Regions from separate parts of the Mus musculus genome. Here region 2 is linked to region 1. The links are chromatin contacts, called in public HiChIP or PLAC-seq maps. All regions are on one chromosome and are shown on one strand. Each heading gives the region's core, a stretch centred on a gene start, on an enhancer-like site or on the middle of the called end of the contact. The rest is flanking DNA. Distances are from core to core; before and after follow the strand shown.

The links. HiChIP or PLAC-seq counts read pairs in DNA pulled down with a chosen protein or histone mark.
Region 2: a FOXA1 HiChIP or PLAC-seq map of pancreatic cancer cells shows a contact between it and region 1. The contact joins two enhancer-like sites.

What each region holds. Positions count from the first base shown.
Region 1 is chr9:54,801,010-54,806,400 of GRCm38.p6, reverse strand. No RefSeq gene overlaps it. Among named protein-coding and RNA genes, the nearest start is that of Crabp1, 39 kb to the right of the region's middle. Within about 2 kb of position 3,315, at least 106 of the 459 cell types and tissues checked have an H3K27ac peak or open chromatin away from gene starts, as enhancers often do. A contact at or near this core is called in pancreatic cancer cells, where this site is marked.
Region 2 is chr9:55,122,349-55,128,304 of GRCm38.p6, reverse strand. No RefSeq gene overlaps it. Among named protein-coding and RNA genes, the nearest start is that of Ube2q2, 24 kb to the left of the region's middle. Within about 2 kb of position 2,079, at least 57 of the 459 cell types and tissues checked have an H3K27ac peak or open chromatin away from gene starts, as enhancers often do. A contact at or near this core is called in pancreatic cancer cells, where this site is marked.

The sequences.
Region 1 (5,391 bases), core at 2,066-4,565:
AGTAGGGCCCTCCTTCTGCACTCCTCTCAGTGAGAATCTCTAAGGCACCCTTCTGCCCTGAGCTGGTACAAAGTCCTGGTGCCTGGTCGTGCCACACAAGAAAGCAGCAGAAAGCCACAGGGTTTGGCTGTGGTCACTCCCCAGTGGGCCTAGAGTCACTGTCCCTGACTATGTCAGCTCCTTATGTGAAATCCAAACTAAAAGTCCCACTGCTGTTTGTCCCTGTAGTATGCTCCGTGCCTGGGCTCATCACCTCCTGAGGCCTCGGCCTCTCTGGGCTCTGGGTGAAGCATCTGGATTCAGTAGAACCCTCTCATGTGGTAGGGAGCATGACAGAAAGATGGCTCACTTGGGAAGATCTGTTTTGCAACTGTTAATTAGGAAGAGGCTTGACACCTCATTCTCCCTTCCTGCTGTTTTTCCTTCCAGTAAGGCAAACCGGATGCCTCCTGTGAACCCAGGAGGTTGTGAGCTGACTGGGTTATACTCTGTAGCTCAGGTTGGCTTCAAATTTCTGATCTTCCTGCTTCTAACACCCGAGTGTTGGAGTAACAAACACAAGTGCCAATCCCTAGCTTGGCTCTCAACATATATGTTCTCTAACATAGAAACAACCACATATGAAACACGTTCTGTCCAGAGTTTTGATGGGGGCAGGAACTGTGTGAGCTTTGGTTAAAAGGAAAGACAGCTCTCAACCCAGAGTACCAACAAAGATTTCCTGGGGAAGTCTAGAAGCCATACTGGGAAGGGTGAAAGGGGTTCCACCATGACAGGAAAGAAAGGGGTTAGGGGTGCTGGAAACATGTGGAGCCCATGGCAAAGCTGACGACCTGATTCTGTCCACAGAAACTAGAGGTGGAAGGAGAGAACTGACTCCTGAAAGTTGTCCTCTGACCTCCACATGTGTGCCACAGCGCGCGCACACACACACACACACACACACACACACACACACACACACACACAAACAAACAAAATGTGAAGAAAGATCCAGGATATTTGGGTGCACATTTGTAATCTCAGCTCTTGGGAAGCTGAGACAAGAGGACTTCCTTGAGATTGAAGTAATGTGCTAAGTTCAACTCTATCTCAAAAACTAGGAAAGCCAGAGAGAGAGAGAGAGAGAGAGAGAGAGAGAGAGAGAGAGAGAGAGAGAAAGAAAGAGAGATTACCTTCGTCTACTGAATAGCTGTGTGTTCTTGGCTAAGGCATCTAACCTCTCTGTGCTTTAGTGCTTTATGGATACAGTGGGAAGGAGACAGGAAGCTCCTGGGAAATCCTTTCCCCATCTCCTTCCCTTCCTTTCATTCATGACCAATTGCCAGAATCAAATCCTTCCAGAAGGGGAAGACAATAAACGTAGGTAGGACGTATGGTCATAAATGCTTTGGAGAATCTGGTGAGGAAGAGAAGAAAGAATGCGGAGGGGGCTGGAAAACAATCTCAAATAATTTGGTCAGGGGAGGCCTCACTGGTCAGATGGCAATTGATCAACTGCTTGAAGCTCTGTGGCTATCTAGCAGGAGAAATATCCTCTGAGCCCAAGGAAAAGTGTGTGCAATGGCCCTGGGGTAATTACAAGCGTCTAAGGTCCAGCAAGACGGCAGTATGGATAGAATGAAGTAAATCTCCACAGAAATTGCTTCCAAAGATATAATCCAACTGTCAAGGAATTCCCAGCCAGTGTGTAATCAGAGATAACGGGAACCATTTTTACTCCTGGTGTTAGCAGCTGGCAGAGTGTCTGAGGTGACCAGTGTATCTGGAGGCTGTGCTTGGCTGGGCCAGTTGGCTGTGTATGACACAGTGACTGCAAGGATCCCAGAAGCTTCCAGAAGCTTCTCCTTTGACGCACAGGCCTTACAGCTCAATCTGAGCTCAGTGGGTGTGACACGGAGCTGTACGCTCTGCAGTCACAGCTTTCTGGCACTAACACAGCCACCAGCCATGTGCTGAGTCCTCGGTAAGGGTTGTAATTCAGTACTTGACAAAGCAGCTGACATCTTAGTTTTGACCTCCAACAATCCCTCTGCCTTGGCTCTCCCCTGAGTCTACCAGCCCAAAGATTATCCCCTTACAGCTTGAGTGGAGGAATGGCACAGCAAAGCCCCTGGAGTCTTGGGTGCACTGGTTGAGGTGAGGGTGAGTGGGAGTGGGCTCTCAGTTCCTCGGAGAGAAAAGTTATTGGCTGGGAGGTAGGAAAGGAGACTGGGAGCTATGAAGTCCAGGCCAGTGGCAGGAGGTCAGCCAAGCCTTATCCAAGCTCCTTTGGTACAGCTTGATAGTGCCACCTTTGTGTCCTATGTGATCAAGAATGACATGGTGTGGCCCCTGTGTCCTGGGGCCTCAGAAAGACAAGTCACTGGTTTGCGGAAAGGACCTGTGCTGCTGCTGGGTGGAGGAGAGAATCTTTATGGTATATAACACTGCTTCATGTGTGTGTGTGTGTGTGAATGTATATGAGTGTGTGTGTGAGAGAGAATGTGTGTGTGATATGTTTGTGAGAGAGTGTGTGCATGTATGTGTATGTATGTATGTGAGAGTGTGTTTGTGTGTGAATGTGTATGTGTGAGAGAATGTGTGTGTGATATGTGTGTGAATGTGTGTGTGTGTGTATATGTATGTGAGAGTGTGTTTGTTTGTGTGTGAATGTGTGTGCGCGCATGGGTGTCTGTGTATGTGTGTTGGCTAGTGGAGGACATCAGGTGTCCTTCTCTATCACTCTCTACTTTATTCCCTCGAGACTGGGTCTCTCACTGAACCCAGAACTGGCTGATTAGCTCTGTTGGCAGGCAGCAAGTTGCAGATGTCTCTGGCTCTGCCCTTTGCAGTGCTGGGGCCACAGGCATGTGCAGCCACATCCTGGCTTTTTAGGTTTTTTTTTTTCTGGGGATTCAGGCACTTACTTATATAGTAAGTGCTCTTACTCACTGGGCCATCTCCCAGGCCTAGTGAGAAGCACGGCTGGGTATGCAGTCACCCCATGCCCATTTCCTTCACAGCCCTTCCAGGAGTTCAGCACAATTCAGGAAGACATCAGATTAACCAATATCACATTCCTCCCACCTCCCAGAATGGGGACACCCCTCCCCCCCGAAACTGAGTCCATTTAGGATTATTGACAAGTGTGTAGACTTAGATTCTCCCAACAGGATGATTGCTCAATACTAAAGAATTAGTGCCATTGTTCCCTCTTTAGTCACTACTGTGAGGTCACCAAACTGCCACACCCAGACAGAACAAAGATGTGCAGGAATGGCTAAAAGGGGGTTCCACCTCCCTTAGCCTGAGGCTGGACACTCCCCTCTGACCCCTCCAAGGCTCCTTGGATTGGCTGCCGATCAATCACCCCACTCCTCCATCCTGCTAGGCCTGCCAGTCTAGCCTCATCTGGAAAGAATAAAAGCAGAAAAGACAAGACCATGGTCCCCCTAATGCAAACCATTTGTGCAGTCAGCAGCAAATGGATGTGATTCACAGAGATGTGGCAGGAAAAAGGCAGATTGGGCTCATTCTCCCCTGGGCATCCTTAAACTTTCTGGAAGCTGGTTCTCGGCTGCTCTCCATTCCTCGCAGCTGGACTGTGTATACATTGAGAGGTTGGTGGTTTGTAGAAATTCCAACTGGATAAGTTAGACACTGCCTTAATTTCTTATAGGCCATGGCCCAAGATGCAATAATAGACCTGACACACCCAAGAATATTGACAAGAAACTCAATAGTTATCCCGTTGGGTGAATCATAAGCTCCTTGAGGTTGGAAGCATATATAATTGGCTTGGCATTTATCATCCAGCACACAGTTTTAGCTTCACCCCTTTCTAGGCTCTCTTCTCACCACAGGCCACCTAATTCCATCATTTAGACTGACCCCCCTTTCTGGCCCTGGCTGCTGAATACTCTCTTGCCTCAGAGCCTCTGCATGTGCTGTTTCTAGAGCCTAGATTGTTGCCCCTCTTCTATCTGCCTAATGCACCCCATTACTTCTGAGTGCTCAACTTAGACATGCTATGTTCAGGGAAGTCAGGTCCTCTGCTGCAAATTTTCACTATGTCCTGCTGTTGAACCTGCTGTTGTCACTGTGCACTGTCTCATGTGATTCACTGACTAGTATCTGTCTTCCTGTCCACACAGTCTGCTTAGTAAGGACAAGAACTAGGTCAACATATGACCACTGGTATCTTGAAAATATGGAAGGGTTACATCAACATTTATTGAACACCAGGTACACACACACACACACACACACACACAGAGAGAGAGAGAGAGAGAGAGAGAGAGAGAGAGAGAATCTCTCTTATTACATAAAAGTAAACTGAGACCCTAAAGTGGCCAGGAGACCGAGCTCAAGGTGGGAGACTTTGGGACCAGAGGGAGACTTTGACTTCGGCTCCTCCAAGTCTCGTATCTCAGTGTTCTTTCCATCTGAATTACAGCTGTGGATCCAGGGATTGGCTGGAGTTCGTGCTGACTCAGTGTGAGAGACAGGGTCATCTCTGTATGTCAGTGAGGCCAGAGGCTTGCTGTTCCCACGTGAATCAGTAGAGCCCTTACCTGGAGTCAGTCCCGGTGGCAGCTTCTTGCTGCTTCACTTGGGGCCAGCAGCTATCCACCTGACAGCAGCTGCTCTAATCCTTGGGGCTAGTCCCACCCTGTTGGGCCAGGAACGGAAGAGGGAGGCTTGCCTGGGCCTGTCCCCGTTGGTTACAGTTATGCCCCTGCCTCTCCGTTATGTGCTCTCTAAAGCCAGCCACGTGCACAGCAACTGTGCTTGGGGAAATTGCCCCCAGGTCCTGGTTCACAGAATTGCTGGGAAAATGGCAGCTCTGAGTCCACATGAAAGGCATTCTTGGAAAATGTCTCTCCCGCCCCCCCTCCTTCCCCAGCTGGAGAACTTTTTGCTGAGTCGGTGCAGCAATTGCAGGGCCTCGGATGGGTTTAATAAGAGGAGGGAGCTGGGCTGCACTTCTTGATTGCTCCAATCTGTGAAGAACTGACTTAGTTCTCCGGCAGTTTCCCTGCTCCCATCATCCCCCGACTTGCAGAATGACTCTGCTGTGACAGTTGCTCACCAAGTTTCTGACCAATGGATGTGAATAAGGAGATAGAAAACGGCTTTAGATTGAGTACTTCCTGTGCACCTGATGCCATCTTGCACCTGTGTGTTACTATGGCATGGCATTTTGCCTGTTTTGTTTTGTTTTGTTTTGTTTTGTTTTGTTTTGTTTTGTTTTCAGGGAGGGGAGATTGAGACAGAGTCTTCTGAAACCCAAGCTGGCCTTAAACTATGTAGTTGAAGACGATCCTCTTGCCTCCACTTTCCAAGTGCTGGGGTCACTGTGTGGCAGCATGCTTTGTTTATTTGGTCCTGGGAATCAAACCCAGGACT
Region 2 (5,956 bases), core at 830-3,329, 320 kb before region 1:
ACTCCCCCCTCTTCTTGCCTCTATTAGGGTGCTCCCTCACCTACCCATTCCCCCTTTCCTGCTCTGGCATCCCCTACACTGGAGGATCCAGCATTCACAGGACCAAGGGCCTCTCCTCCCCACTGATGTCCAACTAGGCCATCCTCTGCCACATGTATGGCCGGAGTGGTCCAGTCCCCGGGAGCTCTGGGGGGTGGGGTGGATGGGAGGGTTGGCTGGTTGATGCTATTGCTCCCCTCACAGGGCAGCAAACCCCCTCCTTTCCTTCAGTCCCTTCTCTGACTCCTCCATCAGGAACCCCGCACTCAGTCTAATGGTTGGCTGTGAGCATCTGCTTCTGTATTTGTTAGGCTCTAGCAGAGCCTCTCAGGAGACAGCCATATCAGGCTTCTGTCAGCAAGCACTTCCAGGAATCCACAATAGTGTCTGGGATTGGCAACTGTATATGGGCTGGATCCCCAGGTGGGGCAGTCTCTAGATGGCCTTTCTTTCAGTCTCTGCTCCACACTTTGTCTCTGTATTTCCTCCGGTGAATATTTTGTTCCCCCTTCTAAGAAGTACTGAAGCATCCACACTTTGGTCTTCCTTCTTCTTGAGCTTCATATGGTCTGTGAATTACATCCAAGTCAAATCTTATAAAGGACATTTAATTGGGGCTGACTTACAGGTTCCCAGGTCCCATCCATTATCATCAAGGTGGGAACATGGCAGCATCCAGGCAGGTATGGTGCAGGAGGAACTGAGAGTTTTACATCTTCATCTGAAGGTTGCTAGCAGAATGCTGGCTTCAAGCAGCTAGAATGAGGGTCTTAAAGCCCTCACCCACAGTGACACACCTACTCTAAAAAGGCCACACTTTCTGATAGTGCCACTCCTGGGCCGAGCATATGCAAACCACCACAGGGATGAAAGCCTTTCTGTTGCACGACCACCCAGTCAGTTGCTCTTGCTTGGTGATTTTGATGCTGCCATCAGAACTGCTGGTGGCATTCTGCAAACACATCTCAGGTTTTACACAGGCAGGAGCTTCTCCATTAAGAGAGACACTGCCAGGGTACAAAGTACAGGAATATTGACCTCTTGAAGTAGTGGCAAGCTGCTTTCCAAAGTGGCTACACCAACTCATACCCAAATGTCAGTGTGAGCGGCCTTGGGCTCTGTGCACTCTGATGTGTCACACAGCAATGAAAATATAATGAAATATAGTGGGAAATATAAACCTTAGCAATGGCAGTAGGTGAAAAAGGCAAACTCCCCAAGGAAGGAAAGGACCACATTCTTTATAAAGCCCAGGAAACAGCTGGGGAGATGGGCTGCATGGCTATACTGTGGGGTTATACAAAGATGAAACAAACAAAACTGTACCACAAGGGACTGGCAGAGGGAGCGTGGCACACCCACCCTCACAGCAGAGCGCCTTGTAGTTCCACATTAATGCTTATAATTTCTCTTGATGTAAAAGGCCTATTCAAAATGCCCAAAAGGGGCTGGAGAGATGGCTCAGTGGTTAGACTGCTCTTCCAAAAGTTCTGAGTTCAATTTCCAGTACCCACATGGTGGCTCACAACCATCTGTAATGAGATCTAATGTGCTCTTCTGGAGAGTACTTACATATAAATAAATAAATAAATAAGTAAATAAATAAATAAATCTTTTAAAAATATGCTCAAAAGATGGAAGCAATCTGGGTACCCACGATGGATGAAGAAACAAAGGCATTCATTCATACAATGGGATGTTATTTGTCCATAAAAGGGGAAAGGATTGTGACATACTACAACAGGGACAGACCTTGAGGATACCACACTAAGTAAGTATACTCACAAAAAACCACATCCTGTCTGACTCACCTTATCTGAGATGTTTAGTCAAACACAGAAAAACAGAGTGTCTGGCAGGTCAGGGAAGAGGGCTCAGGAGTTATTTAGTAGGTAGTTTTAGTTTTGCATGGTGAAGATGATTCTAGAAACTGTTTGCTTAGCACTTTTAGTGTATTTTATACCATTGAACTGCACACTTGAAAATGGTCGTAGTGGTATGATGGTCAGCCTTCCATTTTTTCCCCTGTATTTATTTGTGTGCATGGTGAGGAAGGGATGACTGCATGTCCACACACATGTGGAGGCCCAAGGCCAGTGCGAGGTGTTTTCCTATAGCATTCTCTACCTTTAGTTTTTGAGACAGACTCACTCATGGGACCTGACACCCATCCATTTGGCTAGGTTGGCTGACCAATGAGCTTGAGGAAGTCTGTCACTCTTCGCCCTCACCCTACCTCAAGGCTGAGGTTACAGGCATGAGCTGCCATACATGTCCCGGAGTCTCCAAAGTCAGGCCCTAATGCCGGACTGGCAGGCGCTTTGCTGAGTCATCTTCCCATCCCAGCTTGTCAAGTTATAGTAAAATCCCGGAGATGATCACCTTAAAAAAACAGGAAGTTCATCCTGGCTCAGAGCTTTGTAGGTTTCAGTCGGGAAACCTCATGGTAGTCAGGAAGCAAAAGAGACAGGGAGGACAAACCACATATCTCCTTCAAGGACATATCTGCATTGACGAAACTTCCTTCCACTACCCACCCCCATCTTAGAGTTTTATGTCTCCCCAAAACACTGTAGACGAGGGACCAGGTCTTTAACATAATGGACCTTTGGGAAATATTCACACATATGAGCCTATGGTGGCCATTCTCACACAAACCACCGCAGAATATATTAAAATGTGTCTATATGTATCAATAATGAGGTTCCATCATGAACCAGGTCACTACTCAAATCCAGTTCTCTGTTAGTAAAGTGGGAAAAAAATATCTGCTTTCAAAGATCTCTGCCAGAAATTATGAACTATTTTAGAATTTTCAGTAAAGCTGAAAACATCATCTGTAATAACTGTTTCCTCCTGTTACTTTCCTAAAGCTCCAATTTAAAGAACCCTCCTGGGGCTGCAGCTATGGCTTGGTGGCAGAGTACACACTTGTTCAATTCTCGGTACCAAGCAAACAAATACACAGCCCTTCCAAGAACAGCTGTGCATAGAACCTGAGCCAGGAAAACTCCTGTTGCAAGTTCAGTGAGATTTCTGGCACTTAGAAGACACAAACAAAATTTGCTCACTAGTTTGGGAAGGAGTTGGCTCTGCTGGTAAAGTACCACACAAACACGAAGACCTGAGTTTGGGACCTCAGCAGCCACAAAAAAAGCTAGTCAAAGTGATGCATACCAGCTCTGGAGAAGTGGGGACTGGCATTTTTTTCTAGAGCTGGCAGATGTTTGGTGCATACTCCTGTCTCCAAGCCTATGCCCATGGTAGGCATTGCTAATCAATCACAGAATAGTGCACCAGTAAGCCTGGTCTATTTTAGAATCCTTTCTTACATAGTTCTCTATGCAGCCATTCTATCAGAGCACAAGATAAACCTTATTTGCACCCTCTATGCTTCAGTCAGGAGTCTCTAGAGCAGTAGTTCTCAACCTGTGGGTCCTGACCACCATGGGGGTCGCATACTAGATATCCTGCATATCAGATATTTATGATTCACAACAGTAGCAAAATTACAGTTATGAAGTAGCAGCAAAATAATTTATGGTTGGGGTCATCATAGAATGAGGAAATGTATTAAAGGGTCATAGTGTTAAGATAAAAACCACTGCTTGAAAGAACAGACTGATATATATATCAAACAAATGAGACTTGTCCTAAGTACTGCCATTTTGTTTTCAGACTCAATTTGATCATATTAAATATTTTATCATACTAAATTGATAAGATAAAATTAAGTTCAAGTTCCTAGACTCTAGGGGACCTTTCCATATGGCTATCCAATTTTCTCCTTATTCTTTTGTTCCCCAAAAACGTAATGGTTGTTCCTAACCACTAAAGAACAAATTATTCTGACTGATGAAAAATTGTAACTATAGCATGGTACAGATGTTTGTGGGGTTCAAGCTTACAAACTCTATAACAACGTGGCTCAGGGGGTCACAGTCCAGCTCCCAAGTCGGTTCTGCAGCCCTGATCAATCAGTAGGTGCCTGAGTACAAGATATTTTTGTTATCTGCTTAAATACTAAGATGAATGTGTGCAACACAGTTAGCTCCCGAGTCTGTGCTGTTGCCCCTGACTGGTCAGTTTTTGCTGCCTAATTCAAATAAAGATCTTGCTTTGCTGGACTCTTGTGCCTGTTTGGGTTGTTTCGGAGTTTCAGACCCAACAATATAGGTGGTATATGTATATGAATGTATATGTGTGTATATATATATTATCAAAAGGGGATTTATTAGAGTGGCTTACAGGCTGTGGTCTGACTAATCCAACAATACTGTGTCCTGACAGAAAGGCCAAGAACACAGCAGTTGTTCAGTCCATGAGGCTGGATGTCTCAGCTGGTCTTCAGTATTCATTTGAATCCCAAAGAAATAGGTTCTAAAACCAGGAAGGAATGGCTCAGCAGCAGGATAGATGAACTTGCCAGCAAGATCAAGGGCAACCAGGCAAAGAAGCAAAAGTTTGGTTATTCCCTGTCCTTTATGAGGCTGACTCATCCAAGGTCATATGAGAGCCAGCATGTCCCCCTTCTTCTAAGTACCAGTCCCCTTGAGTCCACTGCTTTCAGTGTTCAGATAGAACCTGAGCCAGGGACATTCCCCTGTGTCAGTTTCAGTGAGCTTTCTGGCACCTGTAAGACGTTTCCTCCTTATAGAAAGTTATAGCTTATAATGGTTGGACAGAATACTAATGTATCAATGGACTCTGTGGGTCCGCCTCCCCTCTACAGTTCTAACAGTGACTGGATACTCTCACTATCACAGGAATGGCAGCCATGCTGTCTCAGTGAGCAGAACTCAGCCTCCTCAGCCTGTCTGTGGACAGTGTACTCTCTGTCCTTCTGTTAGGACTGCTGCTCCCACTGAGGCCTTCCACCGTGAAGGGATGAAGCATCCATGAAACTCTTCTGGCGCCTCTCCCAGTCCAGCATTTTTCAGAATGTATACCACCACCATCAGACCTGGGGCAGGAACCTCCCCCATAAATTCCAGGCCCCTTTGCCAGCCTGAGCAGTTTTCATGTGATTGCCTAATTTGGCTCTTCCTATCATCCCCATCCACAAATTGTCATGGCAGTATTCTTCAGGCAAACCTACAAACTCCAAGTTGTCAGATAAATGAAATGAGATAAAACTACAGGAATCTATAAACTAGTTTGTGTGCAGTGACTGTGGAGGCTGAAGCGAAGATCTGGTGCCTTCTGAGGCTGCCTTACTGAGGATGCTAGCCAGAGCTGGGGATAGCCAACAGCAACTAAATACCTTTAGTGCCCCACACTAGCAGCCTATTAACTCTGAATGGGCACGGGCTAACATCTTGTCCCTCCCTGAATAATGAGAGGATGTCTCATAACCTCTGCCCAGCTAGCTGCCTAGATTCAACTTAGCATCAAGTGGGCCAGCCTCTTTTCCAAATGGAAACAGCATTCCTCTCTAGGGAGCCCCAAGGAAGGCTTGGGAAGGAACTGGTCTGGCCTCATTCTTTGCACAAGAGGAAGTAGGGCTCAGGTAACACTGGCCGCAGAGGAGCATTTAGATAACCTGGTGTGTGTCCAAGCTCTTCCTCAACGCCCATAACAGTCAGTGGGTCTGGTTCAAGTGCCCCCAGGCAAGGTAAAAACTACAGAGCATGAAGATACAATCTGAGTACTAGCCTGTTGGGAACACTCTTTTGCAGCTGCCTATAAAAAGGAATGGGTTTACCACCGGAGAGCAAGTGAGAGAGAGGCCTGGAACAGATGAGCCTGCTCTGTGCTGAGGTGGTACTATTGCCCTGTAGGTATTTCCCCTTTCTGTCCTAAGAAATGAGGCAGGGAGAGCCTTACAAATACAGAGTCGGATGCTCGCAGCCAACCATTGCATTTAGTGTGGGGGGGGGTCCCCAATGGAGGAGTTAGAGAAAGAACTGAAGGAGCT